Linked DNA regions of Zea mays: region 1 is linked to region 2. The links are chromatin contacts, called in public Hi-C maps. All regions are on one chromosome and are shown on one strand. Each heading gives the region's core, a stretch centred on a gene start, on an enhancer-like site or on the middle of the called end of the contact. The rest is flanking DNA. Distances are from core to core; before and after follow the strand shown. Region 1 has its middle 22 kb from the start of LOC100273652. Region 2 holds the start of LOC100191543.

The links. A called contact is a pair of places that touch in the nucleus more often than the background predicts.
Region 1: a contact with region 2 is called in a Hi-C map of ear, with 2.0 times the contacts expected there. The contact joins the enhancer-like site here to the promoter of LOC100191543 in region 2. A contact is called at or near these places in 2 of 25 Hi-C or Micro-C datasets (ear and tassel).

Annotation. Positions count from the first base shown.
Region 1 is chr2:48,597,477-48,604,534 of Zm-B73-REFERENCE-NAM-5.0, reverse strand. No RefSeq gene overlaps it. Among protein-coding and RNA genes, the nearest start is that of LOC100273652, 22 kb to the left of the region's middle. Within about 2 kb of position 1,429, at least 10 of the 20 cell types and tissues checked have an H3K27ac peak or open chromatin away from gene starts, as enhancers often do. A contact at or near this core is called in ear, where this site is marked.
Region 2 is chr2:48,401,444-48,408,247 of Zm-B73-REFERENCE-NAM-5.0, reverse strand. LOC100191543 reads left to right here and starts at 5,539. Exons shown (of 9, transcript NM_001365499.1): 1 at 5,539-5,759; 2 at 5,863-6,025. The coding sequence starts at 5,907.

The sequences.
Region 1 (7,058 bases), core at 180-2,679, 200 kb before region 2:
ACAAAAAAAAAACATAATTACATTATATTTTATATGACATTAACAGATACAGGACATCCAATAACAATGAACAATACATCATAAATAAATCTGACATGTAACAAACAAAAGCATTCTTTAGCCATACAAAACAGCAAAAACAAAGTGGCACATGAACTAGTGAGTGGAGCGGCTAGCGGCTAGCGGCTTGCCACCTAGGTTGGGTGGATGGGTGACTAAAAGAGTTGAAAAAGGTAAGGTTAGCCGTTAGACTTATTGTCTATTGGGTTGCACACATAATTTTACTAAGTGAATGTTACCCATGGGTAATCGAGTTCGGATTTTGTTTTCCCATATCCATACCCACTATATACCTAATACGGAAAGAGTTTTTTTTTTCCAAATTTATACCCATGGAGATTAATCTTTTACCATACCATAACTCTAAGGGCTATTTTGGGAACCTCATTTTTCTGAAGGATTTTTATTTTTCCAAAAGAAATTATTTCATTTTCCCTTAAGAAAATAGAAATCTCTTGGAAAAAATAGAGTTCTCAAACTAGCCTAACAGAGGAATTCTAGATGGGTAAATGGGTATCGGATCCCATTATTAACATCTATATATATTGTTACTAAGAGAAGAGAGAACCATGCATTGCATATTTGCATGAATATCCCGATCGTGTATGTAGCTAGCGCTGTCCCGCCCGCCGTATTGCGGTTGCACTGTATGAGCTTAGGACTCACAACTGCCACAGCACGTAGCACTGTACATGAGTCCTTGGGAGCAGACAGATTTGTGCACCTATCAGGATTCTGAATCTCCGATGGATCGGAGCCACATACTATATACTACAGGAAGGTTGCGAGAGAGACGTACCATACGTAGTATATACTCTGTACGTACGTAGTAGTAGCTATACATGTCCGAACCGAACATGTACGGCGGCGCGGACACGCTAGAGCATGTATGACCGCTAGCTACTGAGCATCTGTAGCAGCAGCAGTACAGTAGAGTATGGCCGCCTATACTAGCCCATAGGCTGTAGAAAAGCTCTCACGCCTGAATCCTGATCACCGTCGTCTCTGATCTCTGCCTGTTCAGAGCGCGCGCGCGTCCACATCCTGGCTCTAGCTACCGCTCCTCGGGCGAGCTCGCCGACGCGCCTACGCCGTAGCACGCATGCATGCATGAGTGTGGAAGAGATGAGGCCGGTAGACCGGCCGTAGACGACGAGACCAGCCCATGTTCATCTCCATAATTAGCCCGTCGATGGATTCCCCAGCAGGCGGCTGGTGAAGTGTCCTGTTCACGGAACAGTGCCTCGACTCTGATTCGTTCGAGCAACTCGCACTGGACCACCACCCGTCGTCCTCTTCACTGGCATGGCTGCCTGATGATAACCTTAACTTCCTCATGGCCGTACGCGCCCTCCTCACCTCGCTACTGCATCTGCACCTGCGCCTGCACCTGCACCTGCACTGCGCATGCCCATCGATCGGGCGCGTACCGACAGGCCTCTGAACGGTCCTCTCCGGATTCCGCCCGCCCGGGCCTCTTATCATCTTATGGCTCGGTCTCCTCTATACCCAGATGAGTTCACTCCGTGAGTTTAATCTGGACGGGATCGGAGGTCGCCGGAGCAGTTGTTGCATGTACTCCCTCTATTTTTTTTACATGCTGTATTGACTAGTTTATTGTACATCAAATATTCTGCAAGTAAGAAAAATGTTTTATAGAAAACCCCCGGCCTCTGATGTTTTGGGAAACTTGTTCTAGCTACATCCCTATTTTATTTTGTGAGTTCTACAAACCCCATAAGACAACGGTGAAATCAAAGGTTTTGTACTGTTTTAGGGCGTGTTCGTTTGTTCCGCAATCATGACCTAGAACCAATCCAGCCAGGAATGCTTATCTAATTTGTATAAGCTTTAATCACCTGGAACCATTCCTGGCTTCAATCCTGAACAAACGAACGCACTCTTAGTGTGTTTATAAGTCACAAGATGGTAGAAGCCTGGACAAACACATGTGAAGAAATGAAGAAAACGCATGCTGCTCGACAACACCGAATGTGTCCAATGGTGCATAAGATAAAGCACTAGATATCATCGATACTATGCGAAGAAGGACGCAACTAGCTACCAGATGCATCAGATAGGTAGATGTGCACAGGATACCAGGCACCGTACGTGTTTGGTGATGCACCGAATACCACATGGAATAGGGTACTTAGATAGGTTTTAGTGTGAGATGGAGAACACCACAAGACACCGGATGTGTCTAGTGATACCCCAGATACCCAATCTCTTACAGTTGGCAATAGCTAGAATCTAATGGCTAGCTAACATGGACGCACCAGACATATCTCATGGGTGCACAAGAGCACGCGCGCGTCAACTTCAATTGCAAGTTAAGACGTTCTTAAGCTCTAGTTTTTGCCAAACACGAGACCGATTGCTACCTAATGAGTTCCTTATTATATAGAATGAAGGACAAGCATATGAGGGGCCTAAGAACTAGCAATGAATGTCTCAACGACGCGGAGATTGTGCTATAGAAGGAAAGGCACAAGCACAAAAGGAAAGAATCCCAAATGGAGATAATTTCACGCCAATTTTGGGATCTACGACCAGTTTGCACTAAAATGAACGTCCAGGATGTATACGGACTCAGATTTGGACGTTCTTTATATGTATGGAAAGGTAACAACTAAGACATTTCCAACGCATCCCGGCTCACTTCCAAATTCAACTGGAATCATTGGTAATCATCCAATCAATCAAGGGGACATAATCTGAGTTGTTTCCATATGGGCTCAAATTGCCTTGTACCTAGTTGGGTTTATTAAGGAAAGATTCTAGGGGTGGGCATTTTAAAACCAAAACCGAACCCGAACTGAACTCGAATAGACCGAATTGGGTTTTCGGGTTCGGGTTCAGTTCCTATATGTTGGGGGCCTTCCTCTTCCGAATGTCCTCAAAAACTTAACTAACATGTTTTCTAGTATAACATACTATCTCAGGAAGCTTCAACTTTGAGATGTAGGTGTGCATGGTATGAAAGGCGCGGTCTGGAGGAAGGATGAACCAGCTCCGAAGCTGTGGCTGGAGAAGCTTCGACTTAGCACAAGGACGGTGGTGGAGGATGAAACCGACCTAAAGGGGGAAAGACTGCTTAGTCCTTGACAGATTTCCTTTTGGCTAACAGTAAATGTCAGGGACATGATGAATGTAATTTTACCTAGGCTGCGTCCTGTGCCTATAAATAGATGAACAGTAACATCGTACTGTTCACGCTGACTTGTAATCACTCTCATGTCACTCCCACTGTTTCACCTTCTGTCAAGCCAAAGGTACAAATGTAATATAAATGTTATTGATGCTTATTCATGCTTATAAAATAAAAATATGAATAGTCTAATGATTTGAAATGATTATTCATATTCCCTTTGTGTTTCATATGTCTCTGCTTACATTCTTGCTTACTGAAATGATGAAGGTATGTCCTTCATGACCTTCGTCTGAAGATCATTATATCCCAAGGGAGATAATGTTCGAAGGATGAAGGTCTCTAATCGTTAACAATTGTGTTGCTTTGTTCTTGGTATATAGCATCCGAGAACAAGGGACAACATTGGCGCCCACCTCTGGTGAACCCATTCGACCACCTTCGGCAAGCATCAACCTTCGTTATGCCATCGAAGAAGACAACAGGGTCAGGGGCTACATTGCAGCCATTGGACGTTAATCAGGAGACGCTACGCGAAGCCAGGAACTAGAAGAGGAAGGCTACCAGCCCAACACCTCAGGAGGAAGAACTGGACCAAGAAATCAACAAGTTCAAAAGAAGAGAGAGAAAATGCTTCAACTCACTGATCTCCAGAGGAAGATTGATGAGGCCGCCGAGGAAATGCGTCACCTCACCCAGGATGACCAAGACCGAAGGACCGAGTACAGAGAGCTTCGTCAAGAGAATTCATACAAACGATGATGAATGGTATGGTGATTTTCATCATGGCAATTTTGCTTTCGATGATGCTTCTCCTTTGGCAGTAGAATTGTAGGCTACCATATGGCCCCCATCATACAAACCACCTTAGCTTCCTATGTATGATGGGCACTCAGACCCGAAGCAGTTCCTGATGAGCTACGAAGCAACCATATCTTCATATGGGGGCAATACTGCAGTCATGGCGAAATCCTTCGTCATGGCAGTCAGAAGCGTAGCACAAACTTGGTACTCTTCTCTCAGGCCAGAGACAATCACATCATGGCAGAAGCTCAAAGATATGCTAGTCACTAGCTTCCAAGGCTTTCAGACGAAGCCAGTTATTGCTCAGGCTTTGTTTCAGTGCACGCAAGACCATGAGGAGTACCTTCAGGCGTATGTCCGAAGGTTCCTGCGTCTAAGAGCACAAGCACCTACAGTGCCCAATGAAATTGTCATTGAGGCCATGATCGAGAGGCTTCGGCCATGACCTACAGCTTAATATTTTGCCAGGAAGCTTCCACAAACCCTGGAGAAGCTCCTTCAGAAGATGGATGAGTACATCCGGGCCGATAATGATTTCCGCCAAACAAGGGAGGAAGCATACAGGTTTTCTGAGATGGCCAGGGGCTTCGGAGGAAGAATTCACCCCAGGCACGTCAAGTCAATCCATAATGCTAACCCAAGTGATGATAGAGGAAATCAACCCCAAAGGCGACAACACAGCTCCCAATCATCAGGGCCACAACAAAGCTCCTTCAGGCCACCATCTCTAAGAGGCAGAGGGGGCAGAAGCTTCGGAGGAAGATACAGAGATCAGCCCAGGAGACTTTTTTGTTTGTTCTGTGGTGAAGACAAAGGCCACACCACAAGAACGTGTAAGGTCATGATTCAGAAGCAGAAAGAGATTGCCGAAGCTGAAGCACGGCAGAATCAGCCGAAGCAAGTCCTACATACTACTTCATGCTATTCTCCCTATGTCCCAGAGTACGTAGGTAATGAACAGCCTATGGCCTCTGTCGCTTAGGCAAGCCACTCTCAAGCTTCCTGGGCCCAGTTTCCACCACCACCACCGCTAGCACCTACTCTGGTGCGAAGCCAACAGCCAGAAGGGCACCAACACGCTCAACAATAGCGCGATTTTCGGGAGGAGTCCGAAGCTCGCATAGTCAATAGCACTGTGCCTGAATCCAAGCACATCTAATGAAGAATATCCTACCTCTGGTGCATCTTCATCTTTTCTGCCGCTTTATTTTTTTGTATGAAAAACAATTCACGAAGGATTGAGTTCTGGTATCATGTAATAATATTGTACTCATATCGTCGAGTGGAATGTTTCCTCTTAACAAAACTCCGAAGCTATAAAAGTCGTTCCTAAGGGAGCACAGTAAGTTTTAAAGCTACAAAAGGCGTTCCTAAGGGAGCACAGAGTAAGTTCTGAAGCTACAAAAGTCGTTCCTAAGGGGGCGCAGAGTAAGTTCTGAAGCTACAAAAGTCGTTCCTAAGGGAGCGCAGAGTAAGTTCTGAAGCTACAAAAGTCATTCCTAAGGGGGCGCAGAGTAATTTCTGAAGCTCAAAAGTCGTTCCTAAGGGAATGCAGAGCCAAAATACCACCGAAATAGAAGGTGAAGAAGTTCCAAAGTCATCCCTAAGGGGATGCAGAGCTTAAATGCCACCGAAATAGAAGGTGAAGAAGCTCCAAAGTCGTTCCTAAGGGGATGTAGAGCTTAAATGCCACCAAAATAGAAGGTGAAGAAGCTCCAAAGTCGTTACTAAGGGGATGCAGAGCTTAAATGCCACCAAAATAGAAGGTGAAGAGACTCCAAAGTCGTTCCTAAGGGGATGCAGAGTCTGAGAGTGTTTCCATGTGGATATGTGTCTTTAGCATAAACATCATGCTGCATCATATCATCGCATCATCCCGCATAGCATTACATCATACATCATGTCGCATCAACAGCAAGAATCGAGCACGAAGCAAACCTTCGGCAGTTACATGATGAATGAAAGTATGCTGGAGCACGAAGCAAACCTTCGGCAATTACAATCTTTTCAGGAAAATTTTTGTCGACGTCATACAACAGCTTTGTTGTAGAAGGGCTCTTTTCTTTACGAAGCATGAAAAGAAGGGAAGACGTTTTTTCGCCGAAGGCTCAAAAATGGTATCTACACAAATTTCATGCATCGCAAATAAATATTCTACATTAAAATACACATAGATATACAATGTTTAACTTGTATGCATATTACATCACACAAATGTTGAATTTTCCAGCTACACAAAGGTCTAATCTTCTTTCAAAATTTTCTCGGCAGCTTCATTTAGAAGTTTGTTGACAGCTTTGTCAACAACTTCTTCAGCAATTCTTATAGTTTCCAGTGCCGCCTTCATTGCTGGATCAGCTTTGGGATCATAGGGCTCAGGTGGCGGAGAAAGTCTAGCTACAGTAAAAGTAATAAGTTGTTAGTCTGAAGACATAAAAAAATACTAAAGTTTTGAAACAGTTGAAATACCTATGCGCCTTGCGTGCTCGGCAGCCTCTTCGACTCGCTTGGCTTCTTCTCGAGCTTCATGAGTTTCTTTCTCATTCTTCTTTATAGCTTCGGCGGCCAATTCTCGGCCGCCTTTCATCCAAATGTTGGAGTAAAATTTTCCGCCCACCTGAGTAGCTTCAACCGAAGGATCCTTCGTGTTATCCACAGTAAAAATAGCCTCTGTTTGGGTTGCAGCTTTAACGTGTTCGCAGCCAGATTTTTCAAAAATGGCTACAACCCCTCTGGCACCAGCAAAAGCGCAAAAATCACCACGGACGCTGAGGATCTCTTCAAAAGCTTCAGCTTCTTCATCGATCCATTCGATAATCCCTTCGGGATCGCCTCTAATAAATTTTTGCTCGGATGAGTAGGCACCCACCTTTGCAAAACTATCTTTCAGCTTCTTGGCACAATCCAAGGATTTTTCGTAATATCTTTCTTTTGATTCCCGAAGCTCATCTACGTTCTTTTGTAATCTTGCGCTAGTCCAATCACTTATCTCCTGCTTTGCCTTAGTCACTTCGAAATCTTCATTCTTCTCGGCAAGCTTTTT
Region 2 (6,804 bases), core at 4,290-6,789:
GGGGTCGGTTCGCGCTTGCGCTTGTTACTCTTGCCCATGGCGGAAGCAGACAGAAGGAAGGAGAAGGATGCAGTAAAGAACAACAAAGAGATGTGAAAAAACCAGAGGAGCAAGGGCGTTATTTATAGAAGGGAAAGGCAACCGCTCACTTCCAACCGCGGTCACTGAACAGTCGCAAAACATTCAATAAGCACTCCCACCCATCTAAAGACACGTCAGACGGCTGACGCCGTTTCATGCAACACTACACCCATTGGGACTCCAGTCAACAGCGCAAAGGATATGATTACACTAGCCGTCCCATCACATTACTACTCAGAAGCAGCCGGCTAAAACACTCAGCGTACCAAGCCGTCCCTTGCCCACACCCATTGGGGGGGGACGCCCAGGAATTATCAGTATATTTTTCAAAACGGTCACATCCGTGCAGGGCATGCAGTAAATACCTCAAGACAAAAATGAGATATCAGTAAGGATCAGAGGAAAGCCAAATATAGCCAGCAAAATACAAGATATGGCCGACAGAAGCGACGCAAAGACTAGACAGAGAACGTTCATCAAACGTCCAATCAAGTTGCAGAAGCAAATAAATTGCATTACCTAGCAAGATATGGATGGATTGCAGACTCGGCTGCTAAAGACAAAATATATGCTGACCTCTGCAGCAAAATGTTGATGACATAATGCTGACCTCCAAAGCATAAATGCAAATAGCTTCATGCCAATTTTTACAAGCAAAAGGAAGACCTTCGAATGGATTATCCTTAAAAAATCCATTTGAAGGTCGGGGGCTACACCCATTGGGTGCACCTCCGGTGCACCCCATGGATTATCATTCCAAACCGATATAGTGCCGACTTCTAAGGCGTGAGACAAGATTAAAAAGACCAATCCTCAACCGAGATACAGGAGCGCACATAGAGATAATTTTTGGGGAAGACCTTCGAGTAGATTATCTTCTAAAATCTACTCAAAGGTCGGGGGCTACACCCATTGGGTGCACCTCTGGTGCACCCAATGACGTTCAGAATTCTACAAATCAAAATGCCGACCTCTAAGGCACAAGCACAGAACTAAACTTCGGTCGAACGAGTGATCGGAGCAAGAGAAGACAGCAGGAAGTCATTTTTTGGACCTTGGATCTTTGGGTTGATTACCTCTAAATCAACCCAAAGATCGGGGGCTTGTGGGGGATAGATATCCCCCGGGTCCACTAAAGAAGTAAAAGACCTCACGAAAGGCCCAAGGGCCCAATAAATCGTAAGGTCGTTCTTTCGTGGGCCTGGGGAAAGACAATCAACAAAGCAGAGAAGACATAAGACCAGATTGGAGCAAACCCGGACGGCCCACAACGTCAAACGAGTAAATCCCAACAGAGACCCGACTTACCCGCGCTGAAGCCCCCATGTAATGGAGCCATGCGAGGATAAGTCGGCGAGGGTTACGTAGGGATAAACTCAAGAGGTTCGCTACCTTTCAGCTACTTGTTGTTATCATATCCACGTGTACTGCCCCACGGTCGAGTATATAAGGCCTAGGGGGCACCCCTTCAGAACGATCGACCCTATTTTTACTTAGCCACCCACGTAAACTCTCTGTGCCTTCAATCCAGAGAGCCCTCTTGTAACCACACTCGTATACTCACCAGGACGTAGGGTGTTACGCATCTTTAAGCGGCCCGAACCTGCAAATCTTGTCCACTGTCCCTCGTGCGATCGGCACGAACCATTTAGCTACAGTCGTTGACACCGTCCTACTCCTAAAAACACCTTAAGGGCAACCCCGGGTGTGCGGTCGGACCCAAAACACCGACAAATAGAAAGAGTACATCGGGGACGTGCCAATTCTTAGGAAGGTCTCTGGTGTCATGGAACTCTAAGAAACAAACTTCCGTTGCCCTATCCACCGCTGAGGCCGAGTATGTTGCCGCAGGACAGTGTTGCGCGCAACTACTTTGGATGAGGCAAACCCTCAGGGACTTTGGCTACAATCTGAGCAAAGTCCCACTCCTATGTGATAATGAGAGTGCTATTCGCATGGCGGAAAATCCTGTTGAACACAGCCGCACAAAGCACATAGACATCCGGCATCACTTTTTGAGAGACCACCAGCAAAAGGGAGATATCGAAGTGTTTCATGTTAGCACCGAGAACCAGCTAGCCGATATCTTTACCAAGCCTCTAGATGAGAAGACCTTTTGCAGGTTGCGTAGTGAGCTAAATGTCTTAGATTCGCGAAACTTGGATTGATTTATAGCATACATGTGTTTATGCTTTTGATCATGTTCCTTCTGCATTTTGTTGCTTAATAATGGTGCTCAAGTTGTACAAACACTCCCTGGACCTCACAAGTCCGTTGCAAAGTGATGCACATGTTTAGGGGGAGATGTGTTACAACTTGACCCTTTGAGACTAACCATGTGCTTGAGTTTGCTTGTTTTAGTCTCAAAGGAGGTTTGAAAGGGAAAAGGTGGACTTGGACCATGAAAGACTTCCACTGCACTCCGATGAGAGGGTAACTTATTCCAAGTTCATCTCATGTACTCTTATTGCCTTTGTATTCTTATTGAAGATTTTGATGAGGCAATGGGGTTCTGGGGCCAAGATTTATCCCGTTTTGGTGCTTGATGCCAAAGGGGGAGAAAATAAAGGCCAAAGCGATAAATGGATCAGCTACCACTTGAGAGATTTTGAAAATAGTAGAATAGAGCTTTTGGTTGGTCAAAACTCTTTTATTGGTAGAATAGAGCTTTTTGGTTTGTCAAAACTCTTTTATTGTCTCTCTTGTCAAAAGTTGGCTTCTTGTGGGGAGAAGTGTTGATTATGAGAAAAAGGGAAGTTTTTTGAAATCTTGAATCAATTTCTCTTGGAATCACTCTCTTTATGTCTTAACATGTGTGTTTGACTTAGAGATAGAAATTTGAGTTTGATTTGCAAAAACAAACCAAGTGGTGGCAAAGGGTGATCCGTATATGTCAAAATTGAATCAAAACAATTTGAGTTCTTATTTGAATTGGTTTTGTATTTGTTCTACTTGCTTTATATTGTGTTGGCATAAATCACCAAAAAGGGGGAGATTGAAAGGGAAATGTGTCCTTGGGCCATTTCTAAGTATTTTGGTGATTTAGTGTCTAACACAAGTGCTTAAATGTAAAATGGTGGACAAAGTACAAACCAAGGATAAAGGTATGTTTCTCAGACTTAGTACATTGTTTTATGGACTAATGTATTGTGTCTAAGTGCTGGAAACAGGGAAAATCCAATTGAAAATGTCTTGGCTCGAGCAGCCAAGAATCTGCTCAGTCTGGGAGCACCGGACTGTCCGGTGGTGCACCGGACAGTGTCCGGTGCGCCAGGCTGGTTCGGGCAAAGTGGCCGCTCTCGGGAATTCACCGGCGACGTACGACTATAATTCACCGGACTGTCCGGTGTGCACCGGACTGTCCGGTGAGCCAACGGTCGGCCGGGCCAACGGTCGACCGCTCGATCTGCGCGGGACACGTGGCCGAGCCAACGGCTAGAAGGGTGCACCGGACATGTCCGGTGTGCACCGGACATGTCCGGTGCGCCAACGGCTCTCTGGCTGCCAACGGTCGGCTGCGCCGTTTAAGGAAAGAAATCGGGCACCGGACAGTGTCCGGTGCGCCAGACGGCAGAAGGCAAGAATTGCCTTCCCAGATTGCTCTCAACGGCTCCTAGCTGCCTTGGGGCTATAAAAGGGACCCCTAGGCGCATGGAGGAGTACACCAAGCATCCTTTGAGCACTATTGATCACTCACACATCATTCTTGCGCACTTGTTCGACATTCTAGTGATTTGAGCTCTGTTCTAGTGTGCTAGCCATTTGAGCTTAAGTCTGGGTTCTGTGTGTGCGTATTTGCTGTGATCTTTGTGTCTTGTGTGAGTTGCTAATCCCTCCCTTGCTCCGTGCTTCTTTGTGAACATCAAAAGTGTAAGGGCGAGAGGCTCCAAGTTGTGGAGATTCCTCACGAACGGGATAAGAAAAGAAAAGCAAAACACCGTGGTATTCAAGTTGATCATTGGATCACTTGAGAGGAGTTGAGTGCAACTCTCGTCCGTTGGGACGCCACAACGTGGAGTAGGCAAGTTTTGTACTTGGCCGAACCACGGGATAAACCACTGTGTCATCTCTGTGTTGATCTCTTTGTGGTTTTCGTATTGTGCAAGTTCTTCTCTCTAGCCACTTGGTGATTATTGTGCTAACACTTAACCAAGTTTTGTGGCTTAAGTTTTAAGTTTTACAGGATCACCTATTCACCCCCCCTCTAGGTGCTCTCACTTACCTAATATATTTCTTCTAATTGTAGATTGGATTTTCTATTGGTGATTTTGTGTCGCTAAAAGGCTTTTTGATATCTACGTTGTTTTGTTATAGTCATGATATTACAGCTTAACTTTTATGCTATTATCAAAAAACTACCTTTATTTTGGTATTTTTTGGTGACTTCTCCATTGCGGGTTGGTACTTCATAGACTTTTGTCCTGCGTCCGCCACTGGTCGGCACACTAGTCAACGAAAGTCGTCGTTGTTATAGTTAAGATTGTTTAAATTTTGTCCTCTAAGTTTCAAAGCTTAAAAGTTGTAGAACACTTGAGCTTATATATAATTTCTAAAAATCTAATATAAAATAGATTAAAATCTAGCACTGTCTGAGAGGCTGAGTCTTTGGATTGATTTTTTCAATTACAAGAAACAGCTCAGATAGTGTGTACTACAAACTATAAGCCTTTAAATCATTAGTACAATTAACAGACAGTATGTACTCCCTCCGGTGCAGTAAAAGAAGTCATCCTGCGCGTGACCGAGCGTGCACAAAAAGAAGTCATAGCGCGCGTGGGTATGGGATTTGGACGTTATTGCCCCTAGTAATTGCACAAAAAAAGATGCATTTAAGAGGAATCGAACTTGAGACCTCCAATCTAGAATGCCTTGGAGCTGCTGCAACAACCAATCAAGTCTGATTATTTTAGTAACGTTAATGCACCCATATCCCTATTTAATAGGGGCAAACAGGGAAAACTCTATGATAATTAATCACTCCTTGGTATGCACAATCATGTCCTAAACGACTACCTTTACTGCACTGGAGGGAGTACATAAAGTTGAAGAGACGGGTTTGATTTTTTTATTTATTTCCTTGAGACCCTTTAATGGGTATAGAAGGATTTCAAACAATCACTACGGTGGATCCCATAAACTTGGTCCCACACTCCCACTTCCCAGCAGTAATGGCAGCTCAGCTCGGAAGTGCGACATCGCCGATTCGCCGTGGCAGAAAAGTTGTGTAGTCAGAATATCCCACCGAGCCGCCAGCCACCAGCTCTACTTCTTCCACTGCCTATGGGTCCCGCATACTCCTGCCCCACCTGTCACACAAATTTCAGCCACCACAGCATGCCCGCCGCTTTTATGGGCCATACCCGTCAGGGACAACACAGTCAAGGCACCTCGTAGGCGGACCAAAAGCAGTAAATAAACCGGTGGCCAAAGGCGAAAGCCGGGCACGCACACCCACCCCACAGATCTCCCTCCTCTCTCTGCCCGTGCTGTTGCTGTCCCCGTCGTTCGCGCTCGCCCAAGTCGTCGCCCAGTCGCTGCGCCGCTCAGCTCCAAAGCCAGCAGAACCGCGCAAGCGCGCGCGTGTCCCTCCTCCGCTCCTCCATTCCGCGCCGCTGGACTGGACGCGTCGCTGTGCGGACTTCTTGCTTGCGCCGGCTGCTACGGGCACGGTCCACGGGGTAAGCTGTTCGTCCTTGCGCGCGATCGCGCTCCGGTGATGGATTTTCCTTGGTTTTATTTTTTGTTCGGTTTTTTTACCCGGGTCTGTGGCGGTGTGCGCAGACCTGACTGGCGGCTCCGGGCCGGGGGAGGCGAGCGACAGAGCGATGCAGAGGCAGGGGAGACACCTGGAGCGGTCCAACTCGAAGCGAGCCCTCGACCATGGCGGCGGTGGTGACGACGACGACCGCCCGTCTAAGCGCCCGCGCGTCCCCGCCCTCGCCAGGTGACTGCGTTGAACCTGTCAAGTGGCTCTGTTTGGATTGTTGACTCTGTTTGGGAAGAGTGGTTCGAGTTAGTTAGCACCTGCTACCATGTAGCCTCACTGAGGGTCTGATTCGTGATACTGTGATCGTCAATGTTACACTTGAAAGTTAACTGAATTACTAATGGGGCTTTAGTTCGTGTGACAGAACATGGAACAAGTCTGGGATTAGTCTTTTAGAGGTGAAAAAAGTAAGGCTGTCTCAAGCAGCTCAGCTGTGCTATTCCATCTCATATTTCATCCCCTATTTCAAACTTAACTCTGTAAGTAGGGTAATCTACAATGCAAATCCTTTAGTTTACACGAACTGATGTGGACATCCTTAAAAGAAGGGGGTGTTAGCTCTGTGCTATAGTTTCTTCCACATATAATCTGTGCCTTTGTTTGGGATTCTGAAAGAACAGGGAGGACCTCTCAGTCTCCACACCCTTTCCAACATCCTTGATCTTACCTATTTACCTGTAAGGCCCCCCTTTGGACTGCAGCTCCCCCCCCCCCCCTCCCTGTATTCTGCATTTTCCCCGTGAAAACAAACTGATTCCTGTTAAATTTGTGTACGATTACTGTGAATTTTCTAAGTTCCAAAGAGACCCTAAATGTACAATCGAACTATATCTGCATGCACTGTAATGTATAGTTACTTTATAATATAAAAGTATACATGCACTTAAATAGCACATAAACCATGTTCTTTTTCCCATTTAAAATGGCATCTTACCATTACTAATTGGATGCTTATT